Linked DNA regions of Mus musculus: region 2 is linked to region 1. The links are chromatin contacts, called in public promoter capture Hi-C maps. All regions are on one chromosome and are shown on one strand. The core of a region is the stretch at or near the end of the contact, and the rest is flanking DNA. Distances in the headings are between cores, read along the strand shown. Region 1 holds the start of Mrpl19 (mitochondrial ribosomal protein L19). Region 2 holds the start of Cct7 (chaperonin containing Tcp1, subunit 7 (eta)).

Region 1 (4,295 bases), core at 841-3,340:
CCAGCCAGCCTGCCTGCCCTCCCTCCCTCCCTTCTTTCCTTCCTTCCTTTTCTTTTTGGTATTGGTGATGATGTACTCGAATCCACAATCTTTGTACATGTCAGACATGTGCTGTACCACTAAGCCTCACCTCCAGCAATAGCTGCCCTCAAATCTCAAATTCTTTAATTTTTTTCAAACAATTTCTCTCTCTGTCTCTCTGTCTCTGTCTCTGTCTCTGTCTCTGTCTCTCTCTCTCTGTGTGTGTGTGTGTGTGTGTGTGTGTGTGTGTGCTTGCAGGAGTCTATGTGCAGGACATATGTCCTGTTACCCAAGGACACCCAGTGTACATTAGTTTCCCTGGACCTGGAACTACAAACAGCTGGGAGCCGCCTGGTGTGGGTGCTGGGAACTGCTACAAGAGCTGTAAGTGTTCTTACACGGAGCTGTCTCCCAAGCCCCTCTCAACTCAAGAAGGTTTGAAATGGACCCCTTTTAGCTTGTATGCCTCCCAACTGCCCGAGGCAAACTCAGTTTTAGTTCTGGAAAAGGGAATGTTCTCAGTGAGCTCAAGGACTCCGTGGGGGCTATTTGTTAAGAGTGATGGCTTTTCTCTTTATGCTTTGTCCTAGTTAAGGTTTTGTTGATGAAATGAAATATCATGACCAAAGCAAGTTGAGGAAGAAAGGTTGCATTTGATTTACACTTCCATAACACTGGATCTCACTGATGGAAGTCAGAACAGAAACTCAAACAAGGAAGGAACATGGAGGCAGGAGCTGATGCAGAGGCTATGAAGGAATGCTGCTTACTGGCTTGCTCCTCATAGCTTGCTCAGCCTGCTTTCTTATAGAATCTAGAAACACCAGTCCAGGGATGGCACCACCCACAATGGGCTGGACCCTCCCCCATCAATCACTAACTTAAAAAAATGTCCTACAGGCCACCTACAGACCTATCTTATGGAGACATTTTCTCAGTTGGGGGTACTCTCCTCTCTGATGACTCTAACTTTTGACAAAACAGCTAGCATTTATTATTCTGTTTGGAGCCTGTGAGAGCCAGGTAGTGCTGGTTAGTAAGACAGAAGTTAAGCAAAAGAAGATACTCATTGCTCCCCACGGAATTCATAACAACGAACTAAATACCAATAATCAAACAAGAGGCAAACGAAAATTTCCTAAAAGAAGCAACGTTCTACAAGACTGATTAACTAATTAAAACGTGAGTGACTTGAAGCATTGTGGTGCTGCAGATCCAGAGCCCAACTATCTTGGCCCATTAGTCCCTCAAATGGTAATTTATTCCCAACTTACTTGTGAACCAACGGCCTTGTTATTATTAAGGGACTACATTCAGCAACCGCCTCACTTCCATCAACCTGAAGGCTAAGAAGGCCATCAGCGCAACTGAGGCATACAGCAGAGACATCTCCATTTTGATATAGCATTCCTAAATGGGTGTACCTGCCAATGTGTTTAAGGAATGGCTTTCTTGCTCTGATACTATGGAATGCCATGGAATTGTTACATGTAATTGGAACATGGATTTGTGGTGACCTAAATCTTGTGTTCTGAGCCCCTCATTAATACTTGACTCTAGAATAAACTATCTCTTTTGCCCTTTAGGTGACAGTTGTGTTTTTCATGTAGGCACAAGCAAATAAAAGGTGGAACTGAGGAGGCTGGAGAGGGTGGCTCTGCAGTTAGGAACACGTAATTTTTCAGAGGACCCATGTTCAATTTCCAGCATCCACATAGGGTCCCTTGCCACTGCCTGTAACTCCAGCTCCAGGGGATCATATGTCCTTCATGGGCACCTGCAATCACACTCACACACACACACACACACACACACACACACACACACACACTCCACGCACTTCATAGTCACTCACTAAATGCAAATGAGATCACAGTACTTAGTGAAATGTACAAACTTGCTAACCCTGTAGAGAAGTGTAACTTTGCAAATTATGGAGAAGAGGAAAATTATATACATTTACAGGTATAACTCCCTCAAACAAGCGGCGGTACACCGGGAAGCAAGTTTAGTCCCATAGGAGCCACCGTCCGGCCACACCCCATCGCACTGACTTCTGGGAGTTGTAGTCCTTCATTGAGGGTGTAGACATGGCGGCCTCCATGGCAGAAAGTTGTAGGGCGTCCCTGTACCTGGCCCGGAGCGTCCGAATGGCCAGGCCACGGCTTGCTGCCTTCGCATCTGATGCCTGCCGTGTCTGCACGGGCCCAAGCCGATTTCAGAGCACCGGGCCTTCAGAGCCCGGTGGGTTCAAGCCACCGCCGAAACCTGTCATCGTGGACCGGCGCCGAGTCCCGGAAGACGAGAGAAGGTGAGGCGGCCGAGGCCGCGTGGGAGTGCGCACACTTTGATACCCGCTTTATAGCTGGGCTGCACGAAATCGGGTTCCGGGTCTGCCCCTCTCTAGATCACGAAAGACGCAGGCTTGGACTCCCTTCCCTCAGTTTGTCCTAAAATCCACCACGGTGAGCCTTGGCCAACAGATTCTATCCAGGAGGAAGGGTTTGGGGAGGTCAGATCGGCTCAGGCACGTGGATCCAGCACACTCTTTTTCGTCTTACCTACATAAATGCATCTTCAGAAGCTTAACAGTATGGACCCGCAGGGTGGTTCGGTTGTGAAAGTTGCAACCTGTACACCCAAATCCATGCCTAGAACCCATAGAGAAAAGAGAGACCGTACTCCAAAGTTTGCCTTCAAATCCCCACATGAATGTTATGCTGGGCGCTCCAACCACAATACACAATAATTTGTGGGTGTGTATCAGGCTGGCCTTGAACTCAAAAAAGATCTGCCTGCTTTTGCCTCCTAAATGTTAGGATCAAAGGTGGGAATCCCTATGCTCGGTGGAAGATTTCTTTTAAAGTCAGTTTGCAGCTGGTGATTTGTATATATTTTCTCCATATTTATAGCTCAGTGGGAGACTTGTGCTCATTTGCAGACTGAGAGAAATGCAGCGTATTAACTGTGACAAAATTGTAACAAATAGTAATTATGTCAGCGGTTCATCACCTTTACGCTCCAGTTGTGCTTTGTTTTTTTTTTTTTTAAGTAAGATGACAATAAAACATCTAACTGGTCTCAGGATTAATTTATGCTACTATGGGTCAGCTTGCCTGTGTGGTGACAAACACCAGAGACAGCCAGCCTAAAGGGAACAAATTCGTTTGGCTCAGGGTTTGGACAGTTGTAGTTAATTTTGCTTGGTCCTGGCCCTGTCACTTGGGCCCTGCAGTGACACAGTATAGCGTGGCAGGAAGCATTAGCTAGGTAAAAGCAAAGGGAGAAACAGAAAGGGGCCGGGGTCTGTGCCTTGCCTTCAAGGTTAGATGCCCAGTGACATGTTTCCTGTACCGGACTGAAACTCTTTAAGGCTTTCTAAGCCCCAGTAGCTGCCCAGGATGACAGCTAAACAAACCCTTAGCACAAATGCCTTCTTGGACAATAAGGTCCAGACCTTGAGGGCTACTTGATGTATGATAACCATTTAAACACAATGCCTGGTGCGTTCTCAGGAGTGAGCATTAACAATGGTTTTGGAAACCATGGTTTTAGAAATAACATTGCAATCCATATTGAAAGAATAAAATACATCTACATTATACCCATTGTTTTTCTTATGCTGGCCTAAATCACCTTTCATTTTTAATTTTTTTATAGGTTCCTGAGTCCTGAATTCATCCCTCCCAGGGGGAGAACAAACCCTCTGAAATTTAAGATAGAAAGAAAAGATATGCTAGACAGGAGAAAGGTGCTTCCGATTCCAGAGTTCTATGTTGGTGAGTAACGGTGTCTGGCAGCAGGTGTTGGGCGCTAGTTTTCATTGCCTTCAGATTATTGTTCAGATGTCTGGGTTTTGCTGTTATTTATTTCTGACATACTAAGATATAAACCTTATTTGTTCATTCCTGCATCTGTGTCAGAGCTTGCTTCTCTTCTGACTCTGTAGGAAGCATACTTCGAGTCACCACAGCCGACCCCTATGCCAGTGGAAAAACCAGCCAGTTCCTGGGGATTTGCATCAAGCGATCAGGGAATGGGCTCGGGGCTACTTTCACCCTCAGGAACACGATTGAAGGACAAGGTATGTTTCTTCTTGAGCATCCAGAGAGTGAAACTGGGATTTCCCCAAGAGATAATGTGTGCTTTGCCTTGGATACAGATTAGTATTCACTGTTTAACGTGCATTGTTTAGTTTCTTTTGAGGGCTTCTTTTATTATAGGGCAACACCCATTAGGACTAGACTGGCCTGGGCATGGTGACATGTCTGCTA
Region 2 (4,488 bases), core at 1,023-3,522, 3.5 Mb before region 1:
GTCCCCTTCTGCCATTCTTTGGCAATAGTACTGCCTAGAACCATTCCTTACTTTCCACCTCACTCTTCTTGTTCCTTCACAAGGGCTTAGTACCCTTAGAACCATAAAAGGCTTTAGTGTTTCGTCTTAATCTTCCTCTCCATTTTCCTTAGATCGTTTAAGGGACTGACTGGAAGAATCTCTTACAACACTGGCTGCTCTTCCAGAACTGGGGTTCCCTCCACTCCTAGCATCCACAAGGTGGGTCACCACATCTGTAACTCTAGTTCCAGAGATCTGACACCTCCATGGGCATTACATGTACATAGTAACCAGGCACACAGTAGTCATAACACCCACATACACTAAATAAAACAAAAGTCAATACTATCTATTAAACAATTAGTTGGAGGAGGCCCTGGAAGTGGCTCAGGGGTAAAGCTGCTAGATGCATAAGCCTAAGCACCAGAACTCATTACAAGTCTGTCATTGTGGTATATATCTGTAATCCCAGAACTGCTACAGCAAGATGGGAGGAAACAAGAGTCACCAGCAGCTCATAAGCTGTAAGTATGCAGCACAGCAGCAGAAACAAGAATCATCAATTTAGGTAAAACCCAAATGTGATGGTCTGGGACCCTTTGATAAAAGGTTTGCTACTTGTTTTGGCCAATGCTGGGCCACTGGTCATATCAGCAGCAATGATGCATATTTTACTGCAGCACATATGACTCATGGATTTATGCCTCAGCTCTGGTCTTCGCCGACCAAATCAATTTCAAGCGCTAGGGGTCAGGGAGCATGGACATGCTTCTGTAGGGACTCCTTCGGAGGAGAAGCTGTAATTTGGTAGCAGAGGGAGGACCTTACAGGTTTCCAAGTCTGTCTGGCATCTACGCATAGGAAGAAGCTGCAAAAGGCAGACAAAGGATTGACACTAAAAAGCAAAACTTAACGAGTGTGCTGATGCCAAACGCACAGGATTCTGTCTTGGAAGTTGACATTGCTCACTAACAACTCAGGTTTATCACAGGGGAACAGGGGAGGTATCTGACGCTGTCGGGGATAAAGGGTGATGCAGGAGGATTACAGGCAGACCTTTAAGAGACTCTCCTGCCTAAAGTACTCAGGTCGTCCCATCTTTGGTACTGTGTACATCAATTGCCCTTTTCCAGCACCAAGTACATTCGGGAGAACTAAAAATGCCCCCAACGAACAGGTTCCAACAGGAACGAAGGATTCTGTCTTTCCACATGCGGGAACGTAAACGACCACAATGCCAGGCAGGGCGTCACTTGGCCCAACCTAAAGACCCTCACGCTGCCTCTGTGCGCCTAGAAGCTCGCGCCTTCACTTCCGCACCTCCCAGGGCGATGTAACCCGGCCTTATGGTAGAGGTACAGAGCTCAACACACACTCGGTTCCGAAAACCCAAGCCTCCATTACGGGGAACAGGCTGAACAAGAGGTCTGTGGTCCCAAGCACCATGAGATCCATGGTTTCCAGGCCCAGCGGCATCGCGAGCCCCATTCGGCTCTCGCCAACAGCTTCAGTTTTGGATCAAGGCCGCCTCCGGCCGGGGAGCGGAAACGAGCCACTGTAGACACTCCGCATGGCGGGCCAGGGCCGCAGGGTCGTGGATGGCAGCGGATGCGCGGAGAGACACTCACCATCATCTTGGAAGCGGCTTCAGGTACCCGCAACTCGTCAGTTGTCCGCCTCGGGGCCGCCCACCCAAGCCCACAATGCTCCGCGCCGGAGAAATGCCCAGAAGCTTCTGGCGAGACGTTAGCCCGGGAGAGGAAGGGGCCGGACCACTTCCGCCACTCTATGGTTAGCTCCCGAGGTAGCCGGCTAGAGGAGTCGGAGGTCCAGGGACGCTCTAGGAACTCGCGTTAGCTTTGGCGGGGGTCATCGAGTCTCGCAGTGCTTTTGGTTTGTAAGGTGCGGTAAGGTCCCGCCTCAGCCCGCGCTCCCAGACGCCATGGTAGACGTGCAATGAGCTATCAGTACTGAACACCGGCTAGGAGAAGCACCTTAGGTGAGTGATCTCACTGCACCTGCTCAGCTCCGTGGCGAGGGAGCTCCGTGAGTTTCACAGGTAGCTTGGGAAGTTGGGAACAGTGTCCCGGGTCACAGGTGCGCGGCCCGCTCGGGCGCAGGAAATTTGCTCGGGTCGGCTTCTAGCTCTGTAGCGCCCCTTATCGGCCGAGGCGGCGCCGTGCCGCCTGCCCCTTCGCGCGAGGCCCGTCTCTGCCTGGGGAGGAGAGCCGTGGATCCCGCGCAACCCCGCGAGCCGCCCACCGCAGGTTCCGGGAGGCGCGTCTATAAGGAGGAGTGCGGGGGCGGGGCCGCGAACTGCAGTTGCTATTAAGAGTTTTGGCCAATCAGCGCCCGGTTCCACTTCTCCTGGCCAATAGGAAGTGGCCTAGGGCGCAGAGGAGGAAAGTGCGGCCACACGAACAGGCGTGGCGGCCAATCAGCCGCTGGCCTCCGTTCTGTGCTCCAACCGGCGCGGAGAGCGGGCCTGAGGGAGGCCGTGGCAGCTGTCAGGCTAAAGTCGGGCGAGGGATCGCGGCGGGACGGCGGCGGCGGCGGCGGCGGGACGGGCCCTGGAGATGAGCCGTGGCGCCGCGGGCTGGTGCTGTCTCGTGCTCTGGCTGCCCACGTGCGTCGCGGCCCACGGTGAGCGGCGACGGACAGGCGGGCGGGGCGGGAATCCAGCGTGCGCGCTTCCCGGGCTGGGGGCCACGGGTCACCTTGGGGACCCCGCGAGTTTGGGCCGCCCAGATCCAGGGACTAGACGGCTGCAGCGGGTGGATGCTGGTTCCCGGGTCAGTGAGTAGGCACAACCTGACAACCCCACCCCTCCCCGTCGAAACAAGAGCTTTCAGCTTTCCTCCCACTGAAGGCGACCCTGGTGACAGCTAGAGATCCAGAACGGAGGATGTGAGCGTTCTTATAGGCAGGAACACACATATGGGCTCACACGCACAGGCACCCACTTACACAACTCGAACATAAATGTACACACCTACGCGTTAAGTGAACACATGCATATACCCGAAGCTTATTAGATAAGCACATCAAATGCCAGACAGGGGTGTGCTTGTGGAAAGGGTTGCCTGGTGTTAATCCAGAAGGCTTCCTGGGGGGGGGGGGGGGTTATCCATCTGATGAAGTGTACCTACACTCAGGACAAAAAGCTGCAAGCCCCCTTAGCTCTGTCTGAGCTGTAATTTGGACCATAGACAGGATCAATTATAGACACAGCAATTGGATTGACTAACAGACCTGAGCTTCCATCCATCAACATTTACTTGCCTTTCTGGCAAGTTTAAAGAATCCAGGGACTCAAATCCAACTGAGAAAAAATATCCTAGCAAAGCTCTCGTGGTTTTTTTGGCCATTCTCTTGTTCAGGACAGCAGAGCTGGGCAGAGTTCTTTGTTTAGTAACCTTTACTGAGCAGCCACTGTGTCCTAGGCACTGGAGATTCATCTCTGTATAAAGCCACATACTTAAGGCTGGAGAGGTGGTTCAGTGGTTAAGAGCACTGACTGCTCTTCCAGAGGTCCTGAGTTCAAGTCCCAGCAACCACATGGTGGCTCACAACCATTTGTAATGGGGATCTGATGCCCTCTTCTGGTGTGTCTGAAGAGAGAGAGACCGTGTATTCACATAAAATAAATAAGTCTTTTTTAAAAAGCCACATACTTAGAATCACTGCTGCGATGAAAGAAGCTGACATAGAATATTATGAATCCACCATAATTACAGAGGAAGTATTAGCTGGGAGAAAGTATATTTTGAATGGGTGGAGGAAGGATAAGGCAGCATCTTTCTGAGAAATGACAGGTAAACTTTTAGGAAGACCCAAAAAGATAAAGACACTGAAAAGCCAGTACAGCTTTAACATGGGAAAGAGGAAACAAGAGTGGAGTGGGTATAGGAGTCAAATCAGGCAGGGCTTTCTACACCACAGCCAACAGCAGCATACACTTTAGTAGGTGAAGGGGACATTGAAGCTCTTGCAGTGGGGCAGGTGGACAGAGGCAGAGAGCTGGACAGACAGCTTGGCAGTTAGGAATACTAGTTGTGCCCGGCAGTGGTGGTGCACGCCTTTAATCCCAGCACTTGGGAGGCAGAGGCAGGCGGATCTTTTGAGTTCGAGGCCAACTTGGTCTACAAAGTGAGTTCCAGGACAGCCAGGGCTATACAGAGAGACCCTGTCTCGAGGAAAAAAAAAAAAAAAGGAATACTAGTTGTTCTTCCATAGGTCCCAGCTCACCACTGTCTGTCCCTCCATTTCTGGGGAGCTGATACCCTCTTACAGACTCGGCTAGCACCAGGCACACACATGGTGCATGAACATATATGCAGCCAAAGCACACATATACATAAAATTTAAATTAAAAATACAAAAAAAATGAAGGCAGATGAGAAGCTGAGGCAGGAGGATTGCTTGAGCCTAGAAGGTTGAAAACCAGTCTGGGCCACATAGCAAAAC

Evidence for each region. Promoter capture Hi-C pulls out the DNA fragments that hold promoters and counts their contacts.
Region 2: a promoter capture Hi-C map of pre-B cells shows a contact between it and region 1, with 3 times the contacts expected there. The contact joins the promoter of Cct7 here to the promoter of Mrpl19 in region 1. A contact is called at or near these places in 1 of 39 promoter capture datasets (pre-B cells) and 1 of 484 Hi-C or Micro-C datasets (CD4 T cells).

Annotation. Positions count from the first base shown.
Region 1 is chr6:81,963,744-81,968,038 of GRCm38.p6, reverse strand. Mrpl19 (mitochondrial ribosomal protein L19) reads left to right here and starts at 2,090. Exons shown (of 5, transcript NM_026490.2): 1 at 2,090-2,332; 2 at 3,682-3,800; 3 at 3,971-4,105. The coding sequence starts at 2,112.
Region 2 is chr6:85,449,289-85,453,776 of GRCm38.p6, reverse strand. Cct7 (chaperonin containing Tcp1, subunit 7 (eta)) reads right to left here and starts at 2,272. Exons shown (of 12, transcript NM_007638.4): 1 at 1,650-2,272. The coding sequence starts at 1,655. It overlaps Pradc1 (protease-associated domain containing 1), which reads left to right and starts at 2,475. Exons shown (of 5, transcript NM_001163427.1): 1 at 2,475-2,664. The coding sequence starts at 2,598.